Linked DNA regions of Ovis aries: regions 1 and 2 are each linked to region 3. The links are chromatin contacts, called in public Hi-C maps. All regions are on one chromosome and are shown on one strand. Each heading gives the region's core, a stretch centred on a gene start, on an enhancer-like site or on the middle of the called end of the contact. The rest is flanking DNA. Distances are from core to core; before and after follow the strand shown.

Region 1 (4,080 bases), core at 1,529-4,028, 160 kb after region 3:
CATAGTTTAGTAAGTTCATCTTTTCTTCAAAGACATTAAGGTTGTTTCCCATCTTTTGCTTCTGCAAATTGCTACTGCCATGAATAACTCTGTGCATAACATTTCTGTGCATATGTGCAGTTGTATAAATATGCCCCAAAACTCCATCTTTTACTTTGGTTCAGGGTAAAGAGATGGTGCAGAGATGGCAGCAAGGATCTGGGTTTTTTTGCCTGAGCCACACAGCATGGGATATCTTAGTTCCCCAACCAGTGATTGAACCCTCGCCCCACGCACTGGAAGCACTGTGTCTTAACTGCTGGACTGCTAGGGAAGTCCCTAGAATCTGGCTTAGATGCTCAGAAAGTACCAAAAAAAGGTGGATCCTGGACTCATCCAGTCCCAGTGTACAGCTAGAGTTTGGGGGCCACTTGGAAACTGAATTGCTCCAACCAAGTTTCAAAGGCAGTGATGCATTAACTACATTGTCTTAGATTTCTTTGCTGCATTCTTTCATATGACAATTGCTTGTTTGCTGTCAACTGTACTAGATTATAAACTAGTCTATTGGAAAGTAGTGAACAAGACAGTTGAATGACTTTGCTTTCCAATGGTTTTTTTTTTCCACCTCTTGCTGTGGGGCAAGTGGGATCTTACTTCCCCCCATGAGGGGTCCAACCTGAGCCCCTGCAATGGAAGGGCAGAGTCTTAACCACTGGACTGCCAGGGAAGTTCCTCTAAGGCATTGTTCTTATAGAACTATTTTAATTATTTTTATCTTTATAGGTGTGTGTATGCAGTAAATGAAATAACAGAAGTGAACAGCAAAGTAATTAACTTTCAATTTTAAATGCCTGGACTTCCCTGGTGGCTCAGACAGTAAAGAATCTGCCTGCAATGCAGGAGACCTGGGTTCAATCCCTGGGTGGGGAAGGTCTCCCACTCCAGTATTCCTGCCTGGAGAATTTCATGAACAGAGGAGCCTCGCAGGCTACAGTCCATGGGGATCACAAAGAGTCTGACACGACTGAGCCACTAACATACTTTAAAATATTTATTTATATGTACACATATGGCAACCCACTCCAGTACTCTTGCCTGGAGAATCCCAGGGACGGGGGAGCCTGGTGGACTGCCGTTTATGGGGTCGCACAGAGTCGGACACGACTGAAGCGACTTAGCAGCAGCAGCAGCAGCACACATATATAATACACAGGAATTGATGCTTTTGAACTGTGGTGTTTGAGAAGACTCTTGAGCGTCCCTTGGACTGCAAGGGGATCAAACTAGTCCATCCTAAAGGAAATCAGTCCTGAATATTCATTGAAGGACTGACGCTCAAGCTGCAATACACCTGATGTGACGAACTGACTCATTAGAAAAGACCCTGATGCTGGGAAAGATTGAAGGAAGGAGGAGAAGGGGACGACAGAGGACGAGATGGTTGGATGGCATCACTGATTGTATGGACATGAGTTTGAGCAAGCTCAGGGAGTTGGTGATGGACAGGAAGCCTGGCCTGTGCCACGGGGTTGCAAAGAGTCGGACACGACGACTGAGCGAATGAACTGAACAATACATATTTATGTATATAGACACTACGTTGGAAGACTCAATTATTCTTGCCGTAATTTTTTTCCCTCTCTCCCCTAGCCCCATACTGTCTCTAGAAGAGCTCACACTTTTACCTCCAAGTTAACCAAACCACTAAATTTGCTTTGAGCACAAGGCGAGTTCGACGCGCCACCGGTAGGGGGCAAGAATCACCCAGCGTGCCCATTACCTAAGCAACGGGTTCAAACAGCATTCTCAGGATGACTTTACAAAAGGGTTACCAAGTTAATTTGTTTATTCTGGGTCAGGTCATTTAGTAGTAGTACCAGTAACAAAAATCATAACGGAGAATACAAAAATAAAAGAGGGGGGTAGCAACAGACCTGCAGCAATCATTAATTGAGAGCAACAGTTTGTTCAGGTTAGTGGGTGTGCGCGAGAAAAAGAGAAAGAGGGGCTAACCGCGCTCTCACTCCTTAGGATCTGATTATGGTAATGAAACAGCCGAGGGGCTCCAGTTACTTGCGGTTTCACATTAAATAAAGTGCTCTGAGCAAGCCTAAGAAACAATAAGTAGGCGAATATTTTCTTCTAGAACTCACTAAGGTAACAAGCGTTTCAAAGTGACAGAGACACTACTAGATAACTTCCTGGGCCAAAGCCACACACCAAAAACGTTTTGAAAACAGCTTCAGGCCCCTCCTAGCCGGACTTTGAAAGTAGGTGTGGCACGCATGCGCCCGGCCCACCAGCTGACCTCCTCGTGGCAAGTCAAAGCACCGACCTTCTTCCCGACAGCCCGCGGGGGAGAAAGGGCGGAGGAACGGAACTCTCGCGAGGTCTTTCGAGCGCCGGCGGAAGCAGTAGACACGTGACTCTCCTAGGCGGCCTTCGCCTTCCCCCCCTCCCCCTTCTCGGAAGCCCGGCCCCCTCACCCCTCGCCCACCCGGGAGCCGCGGTAATGGACCGTTTGGGTTCCGGAATTCCCTTGGATCCAACCACTGGTACCCGGTCGGCGGGAGCGACGGAGTTCGTGCTTGGCGGCGAAGGCAGGGGGCAGTCATGGGGGGGTGGAAATCATCTTCCTTCACCTAGGAGGGAGGCGGGGCGGAGAGGTGCTAGGGAGTGGGGTGTTGTGGGGGGGGGGGAGGGAGGAAGTCACGTGGGTCGCGCGGCGCGCGCTGCGTGCGCGCGGCGCCTCATCCGTCGCCCCACCCCCTCCCCGTGGGGCGGGGGGGCTTGGGGGGAGGGGCGTCAAGATGGCGGCGGGGAGGTAGGCAGAGCCGGACGCCGCTGCTGCCGCCGCCACCGCCGCCTCCGCTCCCGTCGCCTCTGGTTCTTCAAGCTCTAGTCACCTGAGAGAATCTGTTCCGGTGTCGGATCCGGCGGGGAAAGTAAGTCCACCTCTTATCCCTTTTCTGCCTCCACACTCCTTCTCCCGGACAGCCTCCCACTCCCACCCTCTTCAGGGGGCCGTGCAGGGCCGGGCTGAGGGGGGGGCCCGCCACCTCACCCTGGCTTGGGGCCTCCCTCGCCGCCCCCTCCGCTGCGCGCCCCGGGGTCTTCGGGGGCACGGTCCTGGCGGCGGCCCCGCCGCGCTCGTTTCCTCCGCCCGTCAGCGCCGGGCCCTGCGGTCGCCGCGCGTGGAGCTCTCGGGCCCCGAGGGCCCCGCTGTCCGGGGTTGGAGACACCTCGTTTAAGCGAGGAGTCAGCGTCTGCGGACGCCGGCTCCGGCTCTGCTTGGGTCGCCCTCTTTGGTTCCTCAGCTAGACCAGGGGTCTGTGAGGTCCTGGGACCCGCAGGAAAGTGAGCTCCGCAATCCTTCAAAAGTCCTCGTACCCAAGGATTGCTCCGGTTCAGGGCGAGAGTGCGGGGAGCGTCAGGACACCGCACCTACAATTTGCTGGTCACCTCGCCGTCGGGGTGGTGGGGACGGTACGTGGGACACGTGGGGCCACCTTCACGCTTCACCCAGTGATGAGGTTAATTTTGCCCCGAGCTCGCTCGCCCGCCCGCCTCCTAGACGCTAAGCAGGCATTTCTGTGGAGGGGCAAGTCGGTTGGGGATTTGCTTACTTTGAGAGTGTTTGGCGTAACGAGCATCTAAAGTTCCCCAAACCAGTGTATGCTGGTGGTTTCCCAGAAGTGGTTTGAAGTCGGTTTAACCGCTGAGGAGATTTGGATGTTCCTGAACCCTTGTGATTGTTTCTTTCCTGACCCTGGCATCCAGCTCCTCCCCTTTCCACCTCGGCTTTGTGCTTCTGTTTGGTTAATGTTTGCGGACCACTAACTTGATCCTCGCGCAGAGAAGCTCTTTTTTATGTGCGTGCTCGGTTAACTGTGGGAGGCTTTTGTTTTGGGGAGTAGTTGGTTGAGAAACGTGGGAAAAGAACGGGAGAGAAAATGAGAGTCAAAGAAAGCAACGTTTTTATCCATTGAATTGCGCAGCCAATTGTAACTGCACCCGGAAGTTTGTACTGAACACGTGTTGATGAGAGAAGGTTAAAAGCTGGGTCCCCTTTGACCTTTGAAGTTGATTATTAGCAGT
Region 2 (4,202 bases), core at 970-3,469, 230 kb after region 3:
ACACAAATGTTCATAGCAGCTTTATTCATAATAGTCAAAAAGTGAAAATGAATGAAATGTCCATCAGCTGATGAATGGATAAATAAAATATGGCCTATCTATACAATGGAATATTATTCAGTCAGAAAGAGGAACATAGTCCTGATCTATGTTACAAAACGGATGGACCTTGAAAGTATTATACTAAGTGAAAGAGGCCATACACATATTTTAACTGAGTCCATTCATATGAAATGTCCAGAATAGGTACATCCATAGACATAGAAAGCAGATTAGCAGCTGCCTAAAGCTATGGGTAGTGAAGAATGGGGAGTGACTATTGTTGGGTTTCCTTTGGGGGTGGCGGAAATGTTCTAGAATTAGATAGTGCTGATGACTGTACAACTTTGTGCTTATACTAAATCCCGCTGAATTGTGTATTTTTAAAGGGTGAATTTTACACCCTTTAAATGAATAGATCTAAAATCAAGGAAAAATATTTTTCCATGATGATCTGTGGTGGGACTTCTTTAGTGGTCCAATGGTTAAGACTCTGCTTCCATTGCATGTGACACGAGTTTGATCTCTGGCAGGGTAACTAAGATCCCACATACCCCTCAGCATTGCCCCCCACCCAAAATTATGATCAGTGAGGGGATGGACATCATTCTAAAAATACAATATGGAGAGAATAGCCCACAACGTTTGTAGAAAGGACTGAAGCAGACCTCTGAGACCTGGATTTTTGCCCCAGGTCTGTCAGCCTATGAGCCCTCTGCTTATAGCTTCTAGCCCTGTACTGGTCCAATAAGTAAACCATTGGCTATTGTGGCTACCAAACTGTTGAAATGTGACCAGTCCCAATCAGGATGAGCTGTAAGGGTAAAATACCCGGTGGGTTTTGAATATAGTATCAGAAAAAGAATGTAAAGTATCTTAATAATTGCTTTATATTTATTATATATTGACTTAATACGTTATATATTTAAATCATGTTAAATAAAAAAGATTAATTTCATCAGTTTTTACTTTTTGAAATGTGATTATTTAAATTGTTAAAATATATATGTGGCTTGCAATACTTTTCTATTGGACAGTGCTACTCTAGAGTATTGGTCCCCTGAGAGCAGGGTAGGAAAAGGATGATATTAATTTACCCCCGAACTAACACTTCGCTGAACATCCTTGACGGAACCAGCCTAAAGCTGATCACAAGCGATCCTGGGAAGAGGGGTGTCGCTTGTACCTTCACTTCTAAAGGAAGGAGGGAGGGAATGGGTGTATCCTTTACCTCTGGGGCAATAAGAATTCTCACTAGATCCAGATGTATCTGAAAGTCTGTAGCTAATAAAAGATATTTGCAAAGCAGGGCGATTAAAAATGGCAGAAAAGGGCGGGCATCTTGTGTCTTTTGAGAAGATTTACTATTTAAGGAGAACTCCAAGAAATAATACCTTCAAAAGCTTCATCATCTGATGTAAAATAAATTTCATGATTGCAATTCAGTCAGATTTGAGAAGTGGGCTGTGGTGGGGTAGGAAGAGGGTCAAAAATTGCAATGTAATCTCCAGGAGAGAAGAAACTTGGTCAAGTTTATTCTTGTCTTAGCGCCTAGAACAGTGCTCGCCACACAGCAGGCGCTTTTTAAATATTTGAACGAGTTAAGATGCAAAATTAGGTGGATGAGACGGTGTGTTTTTCGCGGGAGGAGGCCTTTGGCTTTTGTCCAGTGTCAAAGGAGTCTAGGCCGCCAAGGGGTTAACAACCACTTAATACCGACAGGGACGTGAAATTTATTTGAAATCAATGTCAAGAATTGGTTGATCTTATTCTGGGGAGAAGGCAGACCTCGGCGTCTGGAATGATCTACGTGCTTAAAAATACCACTCGCCACCATTTTCTCCAGGTAATTTTCCATCCCTGCCCCCACAGTCAAGGAGGGGGGGGGGCGAAAAAGTAATTCCGCAATCCTACCTAGCTTTAGAGAAAAAAAAAAAAAAAGAAAAAATGAATCGGTACAGCAACAAATCTCCAGGCATCGCCAGCGCAGCAGAAGAAGGGGACCCAGGTGGGCCTCGGGCACTGCCGGGACCCCAGCCCCCCAAACTTTGCCAAGTTGCGGGCGCCGAGTGCGCCCGGAGGCGCGGGGCGCGGCCGCGGGCGGCACCGCCCCCTGACGCCCGGCCGCGGCGCGCCGGGCCGCCCCCTCCCGGCCCCGGCCGGCCCCGCTGGCTCCGCTCAAAGTTTGCGGCCGCCCCTGCGCCCGCGCGCCCGCCCGATGTATGGGTGATATACTGCAGCGGGTGTCAGGGTGAGGGACGGCCATATTTGCCGGTGCGGCCCGAGCCGTCAACAACAAAAAGTGCGCGGGAGCTCGGCGGGCGCACGGACGGGCGCACGGACGCCAGGACCGCCTCGCCGCCGCCGGGTCTCGCCGCCGCCGCCGCCCTCGCGGGCCGGGCCCCGCTGCGCCCCGGCGCGCCCCGCCGCTCGGGGGGATGTCTTACAAACCGAACTTGACCGCGCACATGCCTGCCGCCTCCCTCAACGCCGGTGAGTGAGTGCGCCTCGCGGGCTGCGCGCGCCGCGCCCCAAGTGCAGCCAAGTTGGGGGCTCGCGCGCCCGGCCCCGGCCCCGGCTCCCGGGAGCCCGCGGCGGCCGGGGTCGGCGGGCACCGGGTCCCGGCCCGGGGCAGCGCGGCCGCCGCCGCCATGATTCCGGCGCGCGCGCTGCCAAAGTTCGCGGGTGCGACCCGCGCCGCGCCGGGCCTCGGGTCGGGCCGGGGCTGGGGCCCGGGTCGCGGGCGGCCGCCGCGGTCCCCCCCACGCCGGCGGCCCCGGCTTGTGGGGAGCGCGGCGAGCGAGGGCGGGGGAGGCTTTCTCGGCTCCTTTTTCCTCCGGCTTTTGGGCGGCTCGGCGAGGGCCCCTGCCGGCGGGAATCGGGAGCGGCCCGGTCGCGCCGGGAGCGGGGCGCCGGGAGCGGGGCGCCGGGAGCGGGGCGCGGGTCCGCCCTTGGGGACCTGAGGGGCAGGCCCGGGCGGGGGGTCCGGGAGGCAGGGGTGCACGTGAGCAAGGCCGGGCCACGCGCAGGCGGCGCTGCGGGGCGGCGAGAGCGCCAGGTTGCAGCCGCTCCCGAGGGCGCGGGGCCGCTGGGGTCACCGGCGGTGCAGGGGAGGTGGTCTGTGGACGCCCGCCCGGCCTGGCGTGGGGGAGCAGGTGCCCAAAACGGGGCGCACGGGAGGTCCCCTCAGGCGTGCGCGAAGTGAGAGAAGTTGAAGAAGACCGGGGGCTTCGGAGTTGCCTGCAGGCGGAGGGCGGGGGAGGCATTGAGCCGGGGTCCCGGCTTGGAGCCCCCAAGTCTAGGTTTAGAGGGGCCTCCTCCAGGAGCAGTGCTCTCCGTGTGCTGGGGCTGAAGCTGGGCGGTCCCAGAAAACTCCTGCATAAGTTGTCCGGAAGCTTTAGGCTGAGTCTGGGGGTCTTGCCTCAGAGACCGGGGCGGGGGCGGGGTGTGTGTGTGGCAAGGGGGCACGCGGGATGTGTGTGGCTGGTGGTAAAATTTTGTGGGGTTCGTAGGTGACTGACTGCCCCCTCTCACCGAGGTTCTCCTTTAGACTCTTGGTGGGAAACTTCCAAAAAAGCGAGGTGCATGGGGGTAGGGGTGGAGGCAGGGGCTTGGCAGGAAGGAAATGGGCCTCCCTGGTCAGAAGTGCCACGCTGGCAGTTGGCCGAAAGTTTTGGGCCTTGTCTTCTAATGTTAACTCGATAACTCCAAAATCTGAAGGGCGCCCCAGAAAAGCACTAAGTGTATGTCCATGTACGTATATACCTATACGTAGGTGTATATATGTGTGTGTGTGTTTAACTTCTTGGACAGAGATTTGGGGATTGGAAAGGGTTAAGATTCAGGGTGTGGATGGCTGTGGGGGTAGATAGTTTAGTTGGTCAAGTGTGGGCTCTGTCTGAGCCCCAAGAGCAAACGGCCCCTATTTTCAGCTGAAATGTTCTCATCTCTCGGGTCTGCACACCTTAAGAGGCAGGCTTTGTGGCCAATGTTTCTCACTGCCTCCCTCATCTGACTCTGGGGTGGGATGGGTGGAGGGTCTTGCCGCCGGCCCAGGTGGGCAGGAAGTCTCAGGTTCCCCTGGTGCAGTTGAGGCAGGGACCCTGAACCTGGCCCTTTGGGGACTGGGGTCCCAGAGGGAGCAAGCCACCCGCTTAGGCACC
Region 3 (4,171 bases), core at 260-2,759:
GCCCAGCAGTCCCACGGCATGACACACAGCACTGCCTGCCTCCTCCACACCTTTCCTGAGGAGCCTACACACATCTCAACATTCCAAAACAGGACTCTAGATTTTCCCTTTGAAGGCTGTTACCCCTGCCAGCTTTCCTCACCTTAGTAAATAACACCACCAATCACCCAGTCACTAAAGACAAAAACCTCAGGGTCCCTCTAGATTCCTCTTTCCTGACCCCCACATCTGGTCCCTCAGCAACCCGAAAGCTATCTCAAAAGCGACTCCTCAATATCCACAACCTCCTCTCTATTCCAAGCCACCATCACCTCTAACTTGACAACGGCCTCCTAGTGGATGGCCTCGCTTCTTCTCTTACTCCCCTAAAGTCCACTGTCTACACAGCAGTCACGGCCCTTCTCTTCTGCAGCCTCCCATGTAAGACGGCTTCTCACTACATCCAGAATAAAATACAAGATCCCACAAGTAAGACCCTGCGTGGTCAGCCCTCAATTTGCTCATCTCTTACGCTACTCATGATGCCCCAGCCACAAAGGCCTTTCTGTTCCTCCAAGCTCATTCCACTTGTACTGGCATTTCTCTTTGCTGGAATATCCTGCCTCCAGTCATCCCTTGGCCTCCTTCTCATTCAGGTTTCAGCTTAAAGACACCTCCTCCAAGAGGCCTTCTCTTATCTTACCTTCTGCCCTGTACTTTCTTGTCACTGTCTCCTCCACAACACTGATCACCAGCTGAAATTACCTTATTTCTTTACTCCCTTCTCTCTCTTCTGCATTAAAAAGCAAGGGCCGTGAGTCAGGACCAACACTGCAAAATCCCAAGTCTAAAAGAGTACCTGATATTTGTCCTGGAGAAACTGCTTGAATAAATGAGTGAGCTGGACCAAGACACTTCACTTAGCCCACATAACAAGACAACAGGTTACATTTACTGAGGGTCCGTAACATTGTCTTAGGTAATCCTCACAACAATTCTTAGGTAATACTATTTTCGTCATTTCACACGGAAAGGAAATGAAGCTCAGAGAGGTTAAGTCATTTGCTCAAGGTCTCACAGATCTACAGAGGGCAGGGCCAGGATACGAACCAGGTACTTAAAAGCAAGATACGAATTTAAGAGTAGGATACGAGCCAGGCACTTAAGTCCCAGCACCTAAGAGCGGATGGAGGAGAGCTGTTATGAAAACCCTAGTACAGGAGCGCCGCCGCCTGCCGCCTCTGCCTGGCGATCATTAACCAGCCAGGCATCACCCAAGTCGGTGAAGCAGAAAGACGACATGACAAAAAAGTCCCAGCTCTGAATTTCCCTTTCCCAACCTGCCCTCTTGGCACCGAGGGCCCTCCTCCCCCAGGGCCTATGCCGAGTACCTGCACCGGCGTCATGTACGGAAAACCGAGCTCCCGCAAGACACTCAGCACCTGCGGATGCAGCGGCACCGGTAGCGACTCCCAGGAACCCTCCGTCACGTGCTCCATGGTGCGCTCAGCCACCGAGCTACTACCCGGACGCCTCCCGGGAGCACTTCCGCTTCCGGTCGCCAAGCCGGCCGCCCGGAAACCGCACTCCCTTCGCAAAGATCCGGAAGGCGGGAAAGGCACCTTTGGAGCAGGAGAGTGGAAAGCCGACTTCTGGCGAATAAAAGCGGGCGGCGGGAACCCGGCTGGAGTAGTGCCATTCGTCCAGTGCAACCGCCTAGGCTCCGGGCGCCTTTCCACACCGAGCAGGCATTTGGGCGGGAGGGATTTTGCCCCGGCTCTCACACTCTCCCCGCCGGTCGGAGGTCCCCGCCAGTCGGAGACAGATGGCAGCACAACACCGCATCCTGGCCAAAGGACAGTAGGTCCGGAGGGAGTGGACAGAAATGTACCCCAATTCCGGAGCCCTAGATAGGCAAATAGACTGATGGTGCGGATCCACTGCCTGGGAGAAAATAAATATTGATTTACTTCCATGAAGTTAGGTCAGAGACCTAAATAAGAACACTGTATCTTATTCCTGTGTTCACTACTGGATTGTTTCATGCACGTGTACAACTGATTCAGGAAGCTGTTCAGTTCAGTTCAGTTCAGTCTGTCGTGTCCGACTCTTTGCGACCCCATGAATCGCAGCACGCCAGGCCTCCCTGTCCATCACCAACTCTCGGGGTTCACTCAAACTAACATCCATCGAGTCGGTGATGCTATCCAGCCATCTCACCCTCTGTCGTCCCCTTCTCCTCCTGCCCCCGTCCCTCCCCAGCATCAGAGTCTTTTCCAATGAGTCAGCTCTTCACATGAGGTGGCCAAAGTACTGGAGTTTCAGCTTCAGCATCAGTCCTTCCAAAGAACACCCAGGACTGATCTCCTTTAGAATGGACTGGTTGGATCTCCTTGCAGTCCAAGGGACTCTCAAGAGTCTTCTCCAACACCACAGTTCAAAAGCATCAATTCTTTGGCGCTCAGCTTTCTTCACAGTCCAACTCTCACATCCATACATGACCACTAGAAAAACCGTAGCCTTGACTAGATGGACCTTTGTTGGCAAAGTAATGTCTTTGCTTTTCAATATGCTGTCTAGGCTGGTCATAACTTTCCTTCCAAGGAGTAAGCATCTTTTAATTTCATGGCTGCAGTCACTATCTGCAGTGATTTTGGAGCCCCCAAAAAGAAAGTCTGACACTGTTTCCACTGTTTCCCCATCTATTTCCCATGAAGTGATGGGACCAGATGCCATGATCTTAGTTTTCTGAATGTTGGGCCTTGCCAGTGGCTGGGCTTCCCTAGTGGCTCAGACGGTGAAGTTATCTGCCTGCAGGGCAGGAGACCCGAGTTCTATCATGGATACAGAAGATCCCCTGGAGGAGGGCAGGGCAACCCACTCCAGTCAGGGACTTCCCTGGTGGTCTGGTGGTTAAGAACTCGCCTTTGGGCTTCACTGGTGGGTCAGACAGTAAAGAGTCTGCCCACATGGGGGAGACCTGGGTTCCATCCCTGGATCAGGAAGCTCCTCTGGAAGAGGAAATGTCAACCCACTCTGGTATTCTTACCTAGAATACTCCATGGATGGAGGAGCCTGGGTGGGTTACAGTCCATGGGGTCGCAGAGTCAGACACAACTGTGTTTCGGTTAAGACTATTATGCCTTGGGCCCGTATCTTCAGCTTGTCTTGCTCCCTACATCCATAAGGACTTTTGAAATGTCACCAGTGATGCCTTCCCTTCATAATCACTAAAACTATTTGCCCTTTTTCACTTTCCCCCATAACACATTATTAATATGCCATATAATTTATATGACTAGGCTCATCTCCCCCACTAAAAGTTGGATAAAGGGGATTTTCCTCTATTTTATTTCAGTGACTACAACTGGTAGCACCAGGCAGTCACCCAGATATTTTCAGTTCAGTTCACTCAGTCGTGTCCGACTCCTTGGGACCCTGTGAATTGCAGCACGCCAGGCCTCCCTGTCCATCACCAACTCCTGGAGTCTTCACAAACTCATGTCCATCAACTCGGTGATGCCATCCAGCCATCTCATCCTCTGTCGTCCCCTTCTCCTCCTGCCCCCAATCCCTCCCAGCATCAAGTTCTTTTCCAATGAATCAACTGTTCACATGACGTGGCCAAAGTATGAGTAAATGGGAGTAATACTGTAAATTGCTGGAGAAGGCAATGGCACCCCACTCCAGTACTCTTGCCTGGAAAATCCCATGGACGGAGGAGCCTGGTAGGCTGCAGTCCATGGGGTCGCTAAGAGTTGGACACAACTGAGCAACTTCACTTTCACTTTTCCCTTTCATACACTGCAGAAGGAAATGGCAGCCCACTCCAGTGTTCTTGCCTGGAGAATCCCAGGGAGAGGGGAGCCTGGTGGGCTGCTGTCTGTGAGGTCGCACAGAGTCGGACATGACTGAAGTGACTTAGCAGCAGACTATAAACTGCAGTCATCTGAAACTAGGTGAGACTAAAGCCTGAGGCAACATTTTTACTTTAATGGGATCATCACATCCTTAAAATGCCTTTGACAGCTATTTCCAACCAGGTCTGAAAGCAAAGACAGAGGGAAACAGCATAGCTGCTTTTGCATTTGGGGGTCTACTTACTCATTTTCTGATCTGGGGATCCTTTCCAAGACTTTATTTCCATAATGAGGATTACAGTAGTACCCAAGGTAATGGATGTTTTGAGGAA

The links. Hi-C and Micro-C count contacts between places; a contact is called where the count stands out from the background.
Region 1: a contact with region 3 is called in a Hi-C map of muscle, with 4 times the contacts expected there. The contact joins the promoter of SBNO1 here to the promoter of DDX55 in region 3. A contact is called at or near these places in 4 of 16 Hi-C or Micro-C datasets (blood, muscle, skin fibroblasts and 1 more).
Region 2: a Hi-C map of liver shows a contact between it and region 3, with 3 times the contacts expected there. The contact joins the promoter of CDK2AP1 here to the promoter of DDX55 in region 3. A contact is called at or near these places in 6 of 16 Hi-C or Micro-C datasets (blood, hypothalamus, liver and 3 more).

The regions. Positions count from the first base shown.
Region 1 is chr17:52,277,273-52,281,352 of ARS-UI_Ramb_v3.0, forward strand. It overlaps SBNO1 (strawberry notch homolog 1), which reads left to right and starts at 2,779. Exons shown (of 31, transcript XM_060401102.1): 1 at 2,779-2,927.
Region 2 is chr17:52,345,767-52,349,968 of ARS-UI_Ramb_v3.0, forward strand. CDK2AP1 (cyclin dependent kinase 2 associated protein 1) reads left to right here and starts at 2,220. Exons shown (of 4, transcript XM_027956427.3): 1 at 2,220-2,532. The coding sequence starts at 2,478.
Region 3 is chr17:52,117,917-52,122,087 of ARS-UI_Ramb_v3.0, forward strand. It overlaps DDX55 (DEAD-box helicase 55), which reads right to left and starts at 1,510. Exons shown (of 12, transcript XM_042234557.2): 1 at 1,371-1,510. The coding sequence starts at 1,478.